Regions from separate parts of the Mus musculus genome. Here regions 2, 3 and 4 are each linked to region 1. Evidence: chromatin contacts called from public ChIA-PET, HiCAR-type and promoter capture Hi-C data. All regions are on one chromosome and are shown on one strand. The core of a region is the stretch at or near the end of the contact, and the rest is flanking DNA. Distances in the headings are between cores, read along the strand shown. Region 1 holds the start of Anxa6 (annexin A6). Region 2 holds the start of G3bp1 (GTPase activating protein (SH3 domain) binding protein 1). Region 3 overlaps Atox1 (antioxidant 1 copper chaperone). Region 4 holds the start of Sparc (secreted acidic cysteine rich glycoprotein).

Region 1 (3,492 bases), core at 723-3,222:
AGGGCCCAGCACATAGCAGGTGCTGAATAAATAATTATAACCATCTAATTGACGAAACCCTGGGATTAGATATGACAACATAGTTAAAGGATATACAGGGATGACAGGATGGCTCCGCAGGTAAGGAAGTTTGCCCCCAAACCTGACAACCTGCGTTCTATTACCAGAACCTACATGGGGGAAGGAGAGGGCCAAGTCCTGCAAGTTATCGTCTGACCTCTGTATGGATGCGATGATAGCACTTGTGCACAAAAGTGAGTATATGTGCATGTGCACACTTGTACCCACACACGTGCACCCACACATGTGCACACAAGTATGTTAATTTAAAACAAGGGTGGAATATTGAACCTTATGACTGATGGAAAATGCCCAGTGAATGACAGCAGTTACAACTGTGTGCAGGGAGACCACGGACCCCATCTTGTCAGGCAGGGCCAGCCCTCTTCTGTTTTCTTCCCCAACCTATTTATTTATTTGATTTTTTTCTGAGAGAGTCGCCCAGGCTGTCCTTGAACTTGCTATGTGGTTGAAGATGGCCTTGAACTTCTGATGCTTCTGAGTGCTGGGATTACAGGTATGAACCCGTAATTCTGATTTCATGTGGTACTGGCTATCCAACCCAGGGCTTCGTGCATGCCAAACACTCTACAAACTGAGCCACAACCCCCAGACCATTATTATTGCATGTTTTCTGAGACAGTCTCGTGTAGCCCAGGCTGGCCTTGATGCCAGTGATGACCTTGAATTCCGGATCCTCCTGCTCCAGCCTCTCAGTGCTGGGATGCAGGCTCTGCTGATAATCTGCTCCTCTCAAAAGTTGTAATGGCATCATTCTCGTTCTGAAGGTGACACTGCCCCACTTGCTTTGCCCCAAGTGCTTCCTCCACCTTAGCCCCAGGCTTCCCATAGAGAAATCTAAACCTCTGTCTATTGGCAGGTCCCAAGGGTGGGGCTGGGCAGCAGAGCTCACCTGTTCAGTTTGCTCTAGCTTGCACCAGAGGTTCAGTAAGTGTTCTTTGGGTGAAATGAAAAACAAACAAGCAACAAACAAACGGAGGACAATTTTCCAACTAGATCTTGGAAGATGCTTACTACTCTCTGAACGAGTGACAGATTCTGGAGATAATATTTTTTAAACTTTTAACTTTTAAAAATTACATTTTCTTTATTGAAGTGCAAAAAATATGTGCGAGCCCCCTGTAGGGCAGCAAGCACCTTGGCCTTCTGAGGCAGCTAGTTGGCTCCTGAGGATGACCCTTTAAAGAAACTCAAGGAACTTATTAACAAACAGAAGTCTGCTGTCCGCTGTGGCCACCAGGCAGTGGGGGCGGGGTGGGGGCGGGGGTTGGGGGTTGAGGGAGATTTCTCTATCAAAGCTGGGCTATCTGTTTTCCAGAGGTTGTACCGCTTTTCCACACAGACCTGGATGACAACTTCTGGTCCTCCTATCACTCCCTCTTCAACCAGAACCCACTCCCCAAGGCCAAATCTAAATTAGATTTCCAACCCCACAATCTGCAAGCTGAGTGACCCTGGGCGAGGCGCGGTCTTCTCTGGTCTTTCCTTCCTTGCAAAGTAGGTGACTACGCCTGTGACCCGATAGGGCAGGAAGGCGTGAAATCTGATCAGTCAGGTAAGGTCTCAACTTCAATTTTGGCAAGCTTCAAATTTCTCAACAAAGCTTTGGTGAGTAGCAGGAATGTTGGAGAATGTGTCCAGAACAGGACATTAATTTGACTTCTATTTCTGGGTGGCAGCGTGACCTTTGCCAAATCCCCTACCCTCTGGAGGTGACGTCAGGGCTGGGGTCAGAAACGACCCAGGTAAGAGGTGGCAGGTTTCCCCCGAGGGCGCCCTCCCCCATGCCCTTCCCCTGCAGCCGGTGACACCCAAACTCCAAAAAAGAAGCACTCGGGGTGGGGCTGGACAGGGCGGGGCGGGCAGCGAGCGAATCCGATTGGCCCCTGCGCGCCACGTGTCCCCCTCCACCGTGCGCCCAGCCTGCGCTGCGGCTGCTGCTAGGCTAACGGGCTTCGAGCTGCGTCTGTCCATACGCCCTGATCTGAGGCCTCCCTAGCGCGGTGAGTGTGCAGAGTCGCTGCGGGACACGGGGTCCAGGACTGAAGGGACCTGGTCGGGTCCATGCTGGTGTGCGGTCACCCCGGGGTGTCGCGGCTGGGTGTGTCCCGGGAGGGAACCCAAAGTGCTGGCGCTGGTTGACAGCACCCTGAGGGGGGAGGGGAGCTGGTGCCCCCCGCCCGGCCCCGCCGAGGGTGTGGTCCAAGACCCAGGAGCCTAATTGTCTAAAGTAGTGGAAAAACTTGGTGACCCTCGCGGGAGGCTGTGAGTTACTCAACTTGGAGAGCTTGAGGAATTGAACAGTCTGCTGAGCACCAGACGGTTCGTGGTGTGGTCCGGGAGAAAGGCTCCCTGATGCGGGTCAGAGGAAGGACCTGCTGTCTTTCCGGAGATGCTCACCTTTCCGGGAGCCGCAGAGGCTCTTAGCAAGATGCAGAGGTCCCACTCTGAATTTTGCTTCTCCTAAGCCAACCCGGCTCCTTCCCAGTTTTTCAGGGTCTTAGTTAGATGCTTCCTACTGACCTCGAATCCAGATCCCACCACCAACTTGCAGTGTGGCCTTGAGCCAGCCGCCTTTCCCTCTCTGAGCCCCCATCTCACAAGTGTTGATAACCCCCGCTTTCAGTCCTATGAAAGTGGGTTTGATTTGGCTGCTGGTTGGGGAATCTTGAGTACAGGTGTGGTCGATGAAACTCTCCTTTAGAGAGAATCTGGCTTCTGCTTCCCCCCACCCCCGCCCCACTCCCGCCCCACCCCCTTTTGTCTAAACTCTGGTGGGTCTTACTAGACACTTCCAAATTTGGGCATATGGCTCCAGGATTTGTAGGGGATCCTGGTGTTCCCTTAGAATCTGCCCTCCATTTCACCTCACCTGGCCAGATCACATCTTGAAGCTGCTGAGCCCACCTCTCCGACAGAATAGCTTGACTCTCCAGCCTTTCTTATCCCCCGGGAACTATTTCAGCCCCTGTATGCCCTGATGTTCTGGCTGCAGGCCCTAAGCCCTGCAGGAAGACCCTGGGCAATCCTCTCCCATATCCATGAGTTGCAGCTTGCCTGGGACACTTGGAAGGACTTCTTTTCTCTCTGGGCCCTTGTTCCCCATAGTGGTCTGCTGAGGTGGCCGCCACTTCCGGTGCCCCCCCCCCCCCCCCCCCCCCGCCAATTCAACTGTTCTCAGATTTGGGAGTGGGGTGTGGCTGGGCATGGAGGGAAGGAGAAGGCCTTCATCCCCTTGCAGCTGTGACTGTCGCTCACCATGTCCCTTTACTTCCTGTCCTTTGTTTGTGAGCCTCTCTCTGCTGGGATACTGAACCTATTTGCTGTTTCTGGCCAGGGGATGCAGCTGTTGCTGGACAGAAAGAACATGGATTTGCCCTGAGAATGGAGCTGCTGGGGGGTGGGGGTGGG
Region 2 (3,492 bases), core at 669-3,168, 440 kb before region 1:
TGTGTGGGGATGAGATTAATAGCCATCCCCTTCAATTCGATCATTTCCCCTTGATATATCTGACCTCAGTAACACTACCTGGACTCAAACTTCCCAAGTTAGAAAGCAGGTCACTGCCTTATTTTAAAAGGTGATGAATTACTAACATTCGCCTACCCCTCCGTGCAGGTTAAGTAGAACCCGTTCCAAGGAAACAATGTTATATTCAGAAGCAAGGCAGTTAAATTCAGCATGCATCCCCACAGCGTTTGGTTCTTCGTTGCCACTTTGTTAAATGTCAGTGGTCTTTAACTTTTTGCAAGGATGTGCCCCTCAAGAACTAGTCCTGAAACTTCTGTTGTAGTCTTCGATGTGAAACATCTGCCATTTAACGTGCTTTCTAGCCAGGGGTTAAAGGCAATCCTCAGCATAGAAAGATAGGCTGACCACAGATCCTTGAAAATAGCTTTGCAACCCGTAGAAGTCAAACCAAGTAAGTACTAAAATAAATTACTCGGTTGGGCTTAGTGGAGGCACCTTAACTCTTGGCACCGAGAAGATTCTGAGATCCTCTTGAATTCCAGGCCAGGAAGGGCTCCACAGTAAGAATTTTTAAAAAAGGCAGTTGATCATCGATGGTTCGGCAGGAGACCTAATGGCTGTGCTTGCCAACAAACCCAATCGGTGACTGTGACCCACTGCACAATAACTGGACACTGGACACCATCCTCTCCCCAGCAATTTCAGATGTGACTTATTTTTGTGGCTCTGGTGACTGAACCCGGGGCTTCCTGTATTCCATGCCAAGTGCTCCACCTCTGCACTGAAGCCCGGGCCGGTCCTATCCAATTTCAAACTTTAACTTCAACTCTTGTAAGAATTTAAACACTTTGTTTCCTTGGACTTACGACCTTCTCAAACAAAGGTTTTTTTAATCTAAGTTTGTTCTGATTCACAACTAAAACATTCTAAGTTAAAAAGGGGTCTTGAAGAGTCAAGATCTAATGTCAGAGTTTGACTTCCTGTTGGCGGGAATTTCCCGTTACCTCGAGGTGCGTTTCGGACCTGCTGAGAGGCACACTCGATTACATTACACTCACTGTATTTTTCTCTATTTTTCCCAGAAGCTAACTTGGAGGCGCATCTATCTATCTATGTAAGTGCGAAGAAAGCTAAGTCTTCCTTTGTCATTCAAAACCCCACTCCTAATCTCTTCTCTGGAGTCCCCCACTGGCTCGCAGATGCCACCACGGGACTTCTTATACTGGGGTTTGCACCTCAGATTCAAGAGCTCAGTGGCCGATGGTGTCCCACAGCCACGTAGCCTGCACAGATGCCTGTCCTTTCCCTACAGAGGGCCTTGATTCCACCTCGTTCTCCTGTTGACTGGACCTACCTGATTGCACCCAGGTGACCGGGAAGGGCGGGAAAAAAGGGAACTCTCGGCATAGTGCAGGGGGAAACAGTGGGGGGATTGGAGAGATCACGTCTTGGCGTGGCTGTCTCTGCACCACTGAGCCCTTGAACCCGGGGTCGCGCGCCTCCGTTCTGCAACCCTGGGAGGCGCGATCACGCTCTCAGCTTGGGCTCCCCCAACCCCCATCCCCATATCCGAAGGCTTCCTTAGGGTCCAGGCCCAGCTATACCATCCGGAAGAGCCGGCGCGCGCCAGAGAATGCGCGTGGAGCACGCAGGGCCGGCCAGACGCGTGACGCCCGCCGTTGGTGCGGTGGACCACGCGCGGGCCCTAAAGCGCAGGCAGGAGGCCGCGCCGGCCGTTGGTGGGGGTGGGGACGCGCCGCGCGGTCTCCCGGGGCGCCCCGCTCGCGGCCGCAGCTCGGCTCATGCCCGGCCCGCATCCGATCAGCCCCACCCGCGGGCCCAAGTACCTGCGCGGCTGAGCGGGAGGACAGGGCTGCTACGTGGGAGGAGGTGGCGGCGTCCCTCGCGCGATGCCGCGGCACGCGTGCCCGCCGCCCGCTATATAGCCGCGCTCAGCCGAACCTGCTGCTCCCGGTCGCATGCAGGGACCAATGGCCGCCTCGCCACCGCGCCCCTTGGCTATGATTGGACAGCGTCTTTGTCTAGAGGCCGAGCTCCTGAGTGGCTGCCGCATCTGCCTATAACTGAAGGAGCTAGAGCCCAGATGGACACGAAACCTCGCCAATACTCAGATGGTCTATAAAAATGAGGGCGGGATGCACTGAGAGCGACACTCAGACAAGCCAATAGTTGCATGCACCCGTTCTCATTGGCTTACATTTCTTTTTCTGGGCGGAAACCCACTGTCCAGGCAGGAGCGGTTGATCCACAAGGTGGGGCCCGTGTACTTTGGGGAAGTAAACCCCATGCAACTAGGAGGTAGGCGCGGGCGGGGAGCAAGGAAGCCCCCAGCCAATCGCAACACCGAATGGAGCTGATTGACAGGGAGGGATGGCCCTCTCCAAAGGCAGCCCCAGGGCCGCCGTGCCCTCTGGAGCGGTTAAGAGGATGGACTAGCTGCGTCTTCCGTTCCCTTTCCTTTCTCTTCCTCTTAGGTTGAATCCTGTCCTCGAGGACCGGTCTCCCGCCTTCCCAGGCGACTCTGGTACCCGGGATCTAAGTAACAGTTTCCCGGGTTTTGTTTTTTTGGTTTGGTTTTTTTCTCTTCGCATCAAAACTTTTTTTGCATGCATTTCGGAAGAGCAGGAGCTGCTGACCCTTAGCATTACTCAGCACGAATGCAGTGGCGACCGAGGACAGCGAAACTGGCTTGGTCGGCACCCCAGAGCATACCGCGAGGCAGCCTCCCTGGCGTTTGGGAATGCTCTTGTTCCCGGGTGGCTTCCAAGCTGGCGTGCCCGGGTGGCTCCTGGACGTTTTCAGGTTTTCCAATCTTGTGATTGCAGAGACAACATCCCATCTTTGATCACCCTCTGGCTGGCGAAAGTTATAGGATGCGTCACCACCAGCCATTGTCACATGCTTTTCAAACTGAAATGGGAACTTTACCCAACTCCTAGGCAGACACGCCTAAGGTTCCCCCATAAAGGCTCCAGGGTCCAAATAGTAGTACCTCAGTCTGCTGCTGACCCCAACTCGGGGGGGTTTTGTGAGCCTTCTGGCCACCATGAGCATTTTATATTAAGAGCTGTGATCCAAATGCTAAACACAAACTAGACTAGTCTGTGTTCCCTGGAGGCAGGGAGAATTCCAGGCCATCCTGAGCTACACGAGTCCAAGGCCATTCTGAGTGACATGAAATCCTGAAAGCAAGCTAAACTCGCATTAATTTGTTTTGTTTCAGGGCTTTTCGAGGCAAGGTCTCCCCTTGTAGCCTATGCTGAGCTGGATTTACCATACCCTAGGCTGATCTCGAACTCGCCATCCTCCTGCCCTAACCTCTTAAATACCGAAAATACAGGTGTTAAAGTGTTACAGCGAGTTTCCAAAAGGAACACGTGCACAGTTCCCACGTGCAAAGGGAAAGGGCTCGCCCAGCCCAGGCTGGAAGGAAAAGGCAGCCAGGCAGAA
Region 3 (3,492 bases), core at 467-2,966, 420 kb before region 1:
TTTTTGTTTTTTTTAATTTTGGTTTTTCGAGACAGGGTTTCTCTGTATAGCCCCTGGCTGTCCTGGAACTCACTTTGTAGACCAGGCTGGCCTCGAACTCAGAAATCCACCTGCCTCTGCCTCCCGAGTGCTGGGATTAAAGGCTTGCGCCACCACTCCTGGCGAGTTTGAGAAATTCAAAGCTACTCTGGGTGACTTAGTGAGACCTCCTCAAATAAAAAGTATCAAGAGACCTGGGGATGAAGCTCAGTGACAGAGTGCTTGCTGGGTGTGTTTGATGCTCTAGGTAGCAGTAACACACACACACACACACACACACACACACACACACACACAGGCTGGGGAGCCCCAGGGCTTCAGTAGTAGAATACACATGTGAGACCCAGTACCACGTTGAGAGACACAGAGACAGAGACAGACAGACAGAGCACACAAGCATTAAGTACTCAGTGAGAAAGGGTGCTTGCTGCCAAACTTGAGTTTAATTCTAGGACCCACATAGAAGGAGATATCTGACTCTAAGTTGTCTTTGACTATCATACACGCTCTCACACACTCACACACATGCACACACACATGCACACACACACACATGCACACCCCCAACACATGTACCTCACTCATTTACCTCCCTCACATGCATGCTCATTATGCTCACTGACACACTGTCATACATTCCCTGACTCACACACATTTATTCTCCCACACACTCAGACTGACACACATACACGCTCGTATACAGATTCTTTTCACACACTTGTTCACTCATACTTGCTAACAGAGACTCACACTTAACACACACTCACCCGTGTTCTTATTAAAATTAATAAGATTTTTAAAGAAAGCGGTTGGAGAGAGAAGAGTACAGCTGCTCTTGCAAAGGTCTGGATCCCGTTCTCAGCACCATATGATGGTTCACAGCCAAGGAAACCAACGCTCTCTTCTGACCTCCATGGTCATTGCACAAACGTGGTACACAGATATACATGCAAGAAAAACACATACAAAAAATAAGTAAGTTCCCGCCTGAGAAAACGCCTTGATGGTTAAGAGTATGTACTTCTCTTGGAGAGGACCGAGCACCACATCTGTCAGCTCACAACCACTTACAACTCCAGACCCTACACCTCTGGCCTGCAGGGCACCTCTACTCATGTGAACATACCCACACACTGGCCCAAGCATAAACATAATTTTTAAATCTTTTAAATAAGATTATAAAGAAAGGGAAGGAAGGAGGGCTTGCTAAATTGGGAGGTTGATGTGGGCATGGGAAAGTGAGGTGGTAGTGATAGTAGGATTGGGGGGCGGGAAGACGGAAAGAGAGGAAGGAGAAAAGGAGAGAAGAGACTCACTCGCGGGGCTGAGGAAAGAGGTTAGAGTGGAGTGTGCACCTGGTACTTGAGGCCTTGGATTCAAGCCCCATCACCCAAACGCCTTACACATAGAGAAGAGCCTGCAGCAGAGCCTGCCGCGCTCACAGTACCTAAAACAGAAAGAGCTCGCCGGGTGTGACAGGAATATTAAGGAGGCCGACCTCTTTGTTCCAGTGAGTGGAAGGGTCCTGCTTCCCCCTCCTACATCCCAGTTTGCTTCTTCCCAACAGGAGTGGAGTTCAACATTGACCTGCCCAACAAGAAGGTCTGCATCGACTCTGAGCACAGCTCAGACACCCTGCTGGCAACCCTCAACAAAACAGGAAAGGCTGTTTCCTACCTTGGCCCCAAGTAGCCAGGACCTGGGCGAGTCCTTCCGGATATAAACTGAAGAGGCAGGTGGGTGAGGTCCCAGCCATTGTTGCACAAGCCTGTTGCTTCTCCTGGGGTCCCTCATCTGAAAGGCTTGAGCCCAGAAGCAGTTCAGATTGCAATTTCTTTGGGGTTTGGAATCTTTGCCTAAATCCACCCAGAGGGCATCCATAATAGAAAAACCCCAAACCTTCTCACCATCCAGCTGGCACTGTCTAGTTTTGGAGCACACTGCAACTGGGGTTCCTGGATTTGAGGTGCTCAGACTGGACTTGGGCTTCTCGAGAGAGAGGTAGGGGGTGCCCTGATATGTCCAGCCCGCTGCCCCTCTCTGGAAAGGTCACAAGCACGTCCTCATTGTCCAATACAAGCGAGAAGTTCGGGGGTCTTGAGGGCCTCCTGTGAGCAGACAGAGTGCTGTGTTATGTTCCCAGAGTCCCACGGGATTCGAGGGGCACCTTGCTTGGTCAGCGTGCTTTCAGTTTAGAGTATGTGACTCTTCTGAAATGGTGAGCCTCTTACTTTGGTGAAGTGGCTGTCCCTTCACAGTAGTGTCCCACACTGTGTCCCAAGCCTCTGTCATCCCTCTTCATGAGTTCTTGCTCACCCTGCCTTTCCTTCCACTTGGAGCCGGATGTGGCGCCAGCCCAGCCTGGTGCAGAGTCAGTGACCCATCTAAGCTATCTTCCTTCCATGTTACCGGTCCCAGGGAGGCAGGAAGTGGACCAGTGCCAGTGCCCTTCTGTCAGGAAGCAGGACAGTCGCCTGCCCACCCAGCAGTCCTCATTGTGTCCAACACCCTCGCTTCCTCTGCAGTGTGTCTGACCCATGAATTACTGCAGTCACTTTGGTGGTTTGTGTTCTCTTTGGAACTGAGAAACACGAGGCCTGGTGAATGTGAGTGAGCTGACCAGAGCCCCACGAAGGTGGGTGGCAGAGGAGGGAAGGAGCCAGGCAGTCTGTGCGAATGTGTAAATGATAGTTACGATAGTGCTGACTCTATCAGTGACCCATGAGGGCCCCTGGCAGAGGCCAGCTGTAATCAACTGGGGGTGAGAGGTTCCCCTTTGTGTAGAGTATCCTCCTTAATGTGAGCATTTGGAACCTAAGCCATGTGTTCTGTGTCTATGGGACATTCCAGCAAATTAAAAAGTGAAGACGATCCAGTTCACAGGAGGCTAAGGCAGGAGAGGAGAACCAGGAAGTCAAGGCTAACCCGGGTTAGAGAGAGAGACCCTGACTCAAAAAGTAAATTTAACAAGGACAATGACAGAAAATGAGGGTGCCTGCTACTGAGCCTGACAACTTGAGTTCAATCTCCCATGTGGTGGAAGGAGAGAACTGAGTCCCTCACATTGTCTTTTGCCCTTTACACGCGCACACGCAACACATGCACATCCACACACACTCAGAACACACACACACACACTAAATGTAGATAAGGAAGGAAATAGAAGTTAGTGCTCCCTGCCTTTCCTGGCCCTGGACTTGGTCCTCTCCCAGGAACGAGCCAGCGTGGAGTCTGGGGCTCAGCTCCGCTGTGGTTCGCACAGCCTGGACGTGCTTCCTGTACCTGAGATTTGATCTCTGGAGGACACAAACCCTCCATTCTGCCCCACTGCCTCTCCTGGTCCCTGTGCAGCCTCCTAAAGGCTCGTCCCCTACAGGATGACAACACCAGCAGCTTTTGCTGTGCTTCGGACCTGCGCATCCAGCATGGTCCAGAATCCCTGGGGTTTGTGGG
Region 4 (3,492 bases), core at 481-2,980, 390 kb before region 1:
GACTGGAACCCTAAGAAAAGAGTCCCTTCTGTTTTCTTCAGGCGGGATAGTGGAAGGCCACTCACTGATTACAAACAAAGCAAAACTAACTAAAAACCTTTCGGACAGATGCATGAAAGCCCCCATTTTCCTGGGCTGCTTGTCAAGGGAAGGCAGCAGATGGTGCTATACGGTATGGGAGGGAGGGAGATGATGTTGAGGTGTCTACTTCCTGTGAGAGAGGCAAGGAGACTTATATGTTGAGTGGACAAGGAGGGCTTATCTAAGGAGGTGACATTAGAATAGAGTTCTGAAGGATGAGAAAGGTCCAGGCTCAGGAAAGGTCCAGTCCAAACTGCTTTGGCTGGAGAGCAGGAGGAGTGTGGTAGATGAGGGCGTGGCAGGGAAGGCAGGGATCCTGGTGTGTATAAGCTTATCTCTAGACTGTTCTTTTACCTTCTCCAGTCCCCTGTTATCCAAACTCAATGGCTGCTTCGATATCTACGCTTTCAGGAAGTTTCTGCTGATCTGACCCCCTGGGAGAAGCCTTGGGGTCTGCATCACTGAGGAAGTGGTTCTGCACATGAGGTGCATCCCTTTAGCCACACCCCAAACTCCTGCCACCACGTCTATTCTGGTACCTCCCCAGGTAGGCAGGCCCAAAATGTTCAGTCAAGAGCTGCTGCATAGATGAGGAGTGTCCATGTTCCCCAAAGAAGAGTGGGGCTGAAATGTAGACTCAGCGTTCTCAGACCACTTTTGGTCAGGTGTTACTGGGTAAGCTGTTTGCCCTGCGTGAGCCTGTGCCCCTGTTATTAAAATGGCCTCTTGGGACCGGAGAGATGGCTCAGCGGGTAAGAGCACTGACTGCTCTTCCAGAGGTCCTGAGTTCAATTCCCAGCGACCACATGGTGGCACACAACCATCTGTAATGGGGTCCGATGTCCTCTTCTGGTGTGTCTGTCTGGGCTGCAAATGCAGCTTCATTGGTAGCATGCTTGCTTAACAATCATTAACACCCCCCCCTGCCCCCCCCCCGGCCCCGAGGTCAATCCTCAGCACTAAATAAAATAGTCATGGTAGGTAGCACACACATGTAATCCTAGCACCCTGGAAGTAGATAGAAGTAGGAAGATCAATAGTTCAAGGTCATCCTCAGCTACATAGTGAGTGGTCAGCCCAGGCTACGTGCGACCTCTTCCAAAACCAAACAACACCTAAATGAAAGGCCTGTGGCTTCCCCACCAACCCTGCTATTGCTTCTGATCTGACTATCAGTATTATTGCTCTGAGTTTGTCAGGTACTGACAGCGCAAGTCTTCCAGCTTAGTTCTAATCCTTCACGTACCCGTGGTTGGTGCCACTAGACCTAGAGGGGACTTCGCCTCGTTATCAAGGATGATGCCACCAGTATCACCAGTGGCAGCTTGTTTTGTTGGCACTGAGAAAACTGGGTACTTTTGCTCCCCCACTGCCATGCCAGCGTGCACTCTCTGCCTTGCTGTACATTGCTAAGCCCAAGAGAGTGCTCAGGCAAGTTCACTCGCTGGCTGTGTGTAAAGTAGGACAAGGGGCTTAGCCGTGCCTCTGTGACTCTCTCTCTCTCTCTCTTCTCTCGGTTAATGTCTAGGACTCTTCAGTCAGCAGCCTCGGCTCTGAACAAGGCCTGGCCTGTTCTAGGTGATTCCAGCAGCTGTTCCAGCCCTGACCCTCATGTCTGTTTAGGCAGGAGCCCCAGAACAGATGAGACAGGTGGGGCCAGGGTGTCTGGGTAGCACACAGCCTACCACAAGGCAAGGAAGGGAGAAAGAAAAGACAGCTTTGGTTCTGGGGAGAAGGGGGAGGCAGGCCAGGGGAAGGAGGAGACAGAGGAGGAGGAGGGCCTTTGAGTGGAGGCGGAGGGTGAGACAGACCCTGCCCAGAGCTCCAAGAGGCTTCCTGCTGCTCGCCTCTAAACCCCTCCACATTCCTGCAGCCCTTCAGACCGCCAGAACTCTTCTGCCGCCTGCCTGCCTGCCTGCCTGCCTGCCTGCCTGTGCCGAGGTATGCACCTCCCTGTCAGCCCCTGCCCTTCTGTAAGCTTCATCATCTCCTCTCTGCCCCATCCCCATGACCAGTCTCAGGGGGAGGTGAGCTGGAAACCTGTTGCTCACTCACAGGGGAACTTGTTGTCTCTGTAGCACTGCAGAAAATAGCCATGGTTTGCGGGGACCGCTTTCTCTGTGTTCTCTGGTGGCAGAGGCTACTGGTCTGTCCTCTGTCACCCTCGGAGGCAGCTGCCTCCTTTTCTGAGAATCCGATCCTCATTTGCCCATCATGACTGCCAACCCAGAGAAAATCTGGCTGGCAGCCTGTTGGGTCTGGCTTCCTATTCTGGGAGAACAGACATCCAGTTCTGGGTCAGAGCACTGTTGTCCAAATGGGACTTTGCAAGAAGGATAAACAGATCTGTAAACAGCCAAGGCAAGACATTCCCTTTAGTCAGTTCCTCTGGGAAGGCTCTGGTCCCTTCAATCTCTGTCCACCCCCACCCCATCACCCCGTGGCATTTCAGTCAGTCTGAAATGCCATTGTCTCTCCCAGCCTGGGGTTGCCATTGTTCCCAGCCTAATTCTGAGAGGTGGTCATCACTGGCATTAACATTGCTTCTACCGTATCTAGACATCTGAGAAAGCCAACAATTTGATACAATCCAGAGACGACAGGGAGGAGGGTGTGATGGGGAGGAGGGAGACAGAGAGATATAGCTCCAGGACACTTTTCTTGCTACTACTGAATCTATCCAAGACTCAGCCTGTTGAAAGCTTGTCTGCTCCAAGCTGTTCTGTAAACTTCCTGTGACTCCTAGAATGGCTGGAAATAAGCCTCACCTAAGGGGGACAAACAGGTATCAGGCATCTGCCTCAGGGACAGACAGCACACCTGCAGGGAGGGAGTGTCTCCACTGACAACTCTTTTAAGTTTCTAGAACCTTCCTAGTGTAGGGAGTGGAGTGAGATGCGGACCCTACATGAGGTAACAAGCTTTAGGCAATTTGTGGGCGATCTCACATAGCCATCTCCCCTGAGTGTAGCCTTCCTGTCCTAAGGAAGAGGGATAGCTTTTGGGGTACCCGAATTCCCCTAAGACTTCCCAAGCAGGGTCACTTAATTGAGCCTATAAAGTGGTCTACGAATAAGCAACTTCAAAGAGTCTCTGGAATTAGTGTGTGTATGTGAGTGCGCGTGCATGAGTGTTTCTGTTTGTGTTTAAGAGATGATGGGTGTCCACAGCTTTTAGGTTTAAGATATTCCCAAACAGATGCAGACCCCCAGAATGGTGTGACGGTGTAAGGTGTAATTCGGAAATAGAAACAAATTTGTATTTGCCAAGGATTAAACCTGAAAGAAGTGGTTGAGGGAAGAGTTAACTCTGGTTAACTTAGCCATCGGCTGCCACATCGACAGAGCGGCACTGAGGGAGGGGGAGGGGGTGGGGTGGCTCTGGGAGAAGGAGTCAGCTTTTGAAACTTTC

The links. Promoter capture Hi-C pulls out the DNA fragments that hold promoters and counts their contacts. ChIA-PET counts read pairs in DNA pulled down with a chosen protein or histone mark. HiCAR-type assays count read pairs that join an accessible place to other places.
Region 2: a contact with region 1 is called in an RNA polymerase II ChIA-PET map of memory CD8 T cells, with 11 read pairs. The contact joins the promoter of G3bp1 here to the promoter of Anxa6 in region 1. A contact is called at or near these places in 2 of 39 promoter capture datasets (embryonic stem cells and hippocampal neurons), 2 of 484 Hi-C or Micro-C datasets (B cells and liver), 4 of 115 datasets of contacts at active chromatin or transcription factors (embryonic stem cells, memory CD8 T cells and pancreatic cancer cells) and 1 of 9 other capture datasets (liver).
Region 3: a contact with region 1 is called in a HiCAR-type map of embryonic stem cells, with 3 times the contacts expected there. The contact joins the enhancer-like site here to the promoter of Anxa6 in region 1. A contact is called at or near these places in 3 of 39 promoter capture datasets (the HPC-7 cell line, embryonic stem cells and hippocampal neurons), 1 of 15 datasets of contacts at CTCF or cohesin (the NIH/3T3 cell line), 16 of 484 Hi-C or Micro-C datasets (B cells, the BV-2 cell line, LSK cells and 6 more), 4 of 115 datasets of contacts at active chromatin or transcription factors (all in embryonic stem cells) and 1 of 9 other capture datasets (embryonic stem cells).
Region 4: a contact with region 1 is called in a promoter capture Hi-C map of embryonic stem cells, with 5 times the contacts expected there. The contact joins the promoter of Sparc here to the promoter of Anxa6 in region 1. A contact is called at or near these places in 6 of 39 promoter capture datasets (the 3T3-L1 cell line, the SN4741 cell line, cranial neural crest and 2 more), 1 of 484 Hi-C or Micro-C datasets (embryonic stem cells), 5 of 115 datasets of contacts at active chromatin or transcription factors (embryonic stem cells and microglia) and 2 of 9 other capture datasets (adipose tissue and embryonic stem cells).

What each region holds. Positions count from the first base shown.
Region 1 is chr11:55,031,951-55,035,442 of GRCm38.p6, reverse strand. It overlaps Anxa6 (annexin A6), which reads left to right and starts at 1,972. Exons shown (of 26, transcript NM_013472.5): 1 at 1,972-2,084.
Region 2 is chr11:55,468,178-55,471,669 of GRCm38.p6, reverse strand. G3bp1 (GTPase activating protein (SH3 domain) binding protein 1) reads right to left here and starts at 1,918. Exons shown (of 12, transcript NM_013716.2): 1 at 1,869-1,918.
Region 3 is chr11:55,448,740-55,452,231 of GRCm38.p6, reverse strand. Atox1 (antioxidant 1 copper chaperone) reads left to right here. Exons shown (of 4, transcript NM_009720.3): 3 at 1,607-1,775. The coding sequence ends at 1,731. Among named protein-coding and RNA genes, the nearest start is that of Atox1, 11 kb to the left of the region's middle. Within about 2 kb of position 1,716, at least 11 of the 459 cell types and tissues checked have an H3K27ac peak or open chromatin away from gene starts, as enhancers often do. A contact at or near this core is called in embryonic stem cells, where this site is marked.
Region 4 is chr11:55,418,318-55,421,809 of GRCm38.p6, reverse strand. It overlaps Sparc (secreted acidic cysteine rich glycoprotein), which reads left to right and starts at 1,730. Exons shown (of 10, transcript NM_009242.5): 1 at 1,730-2,022.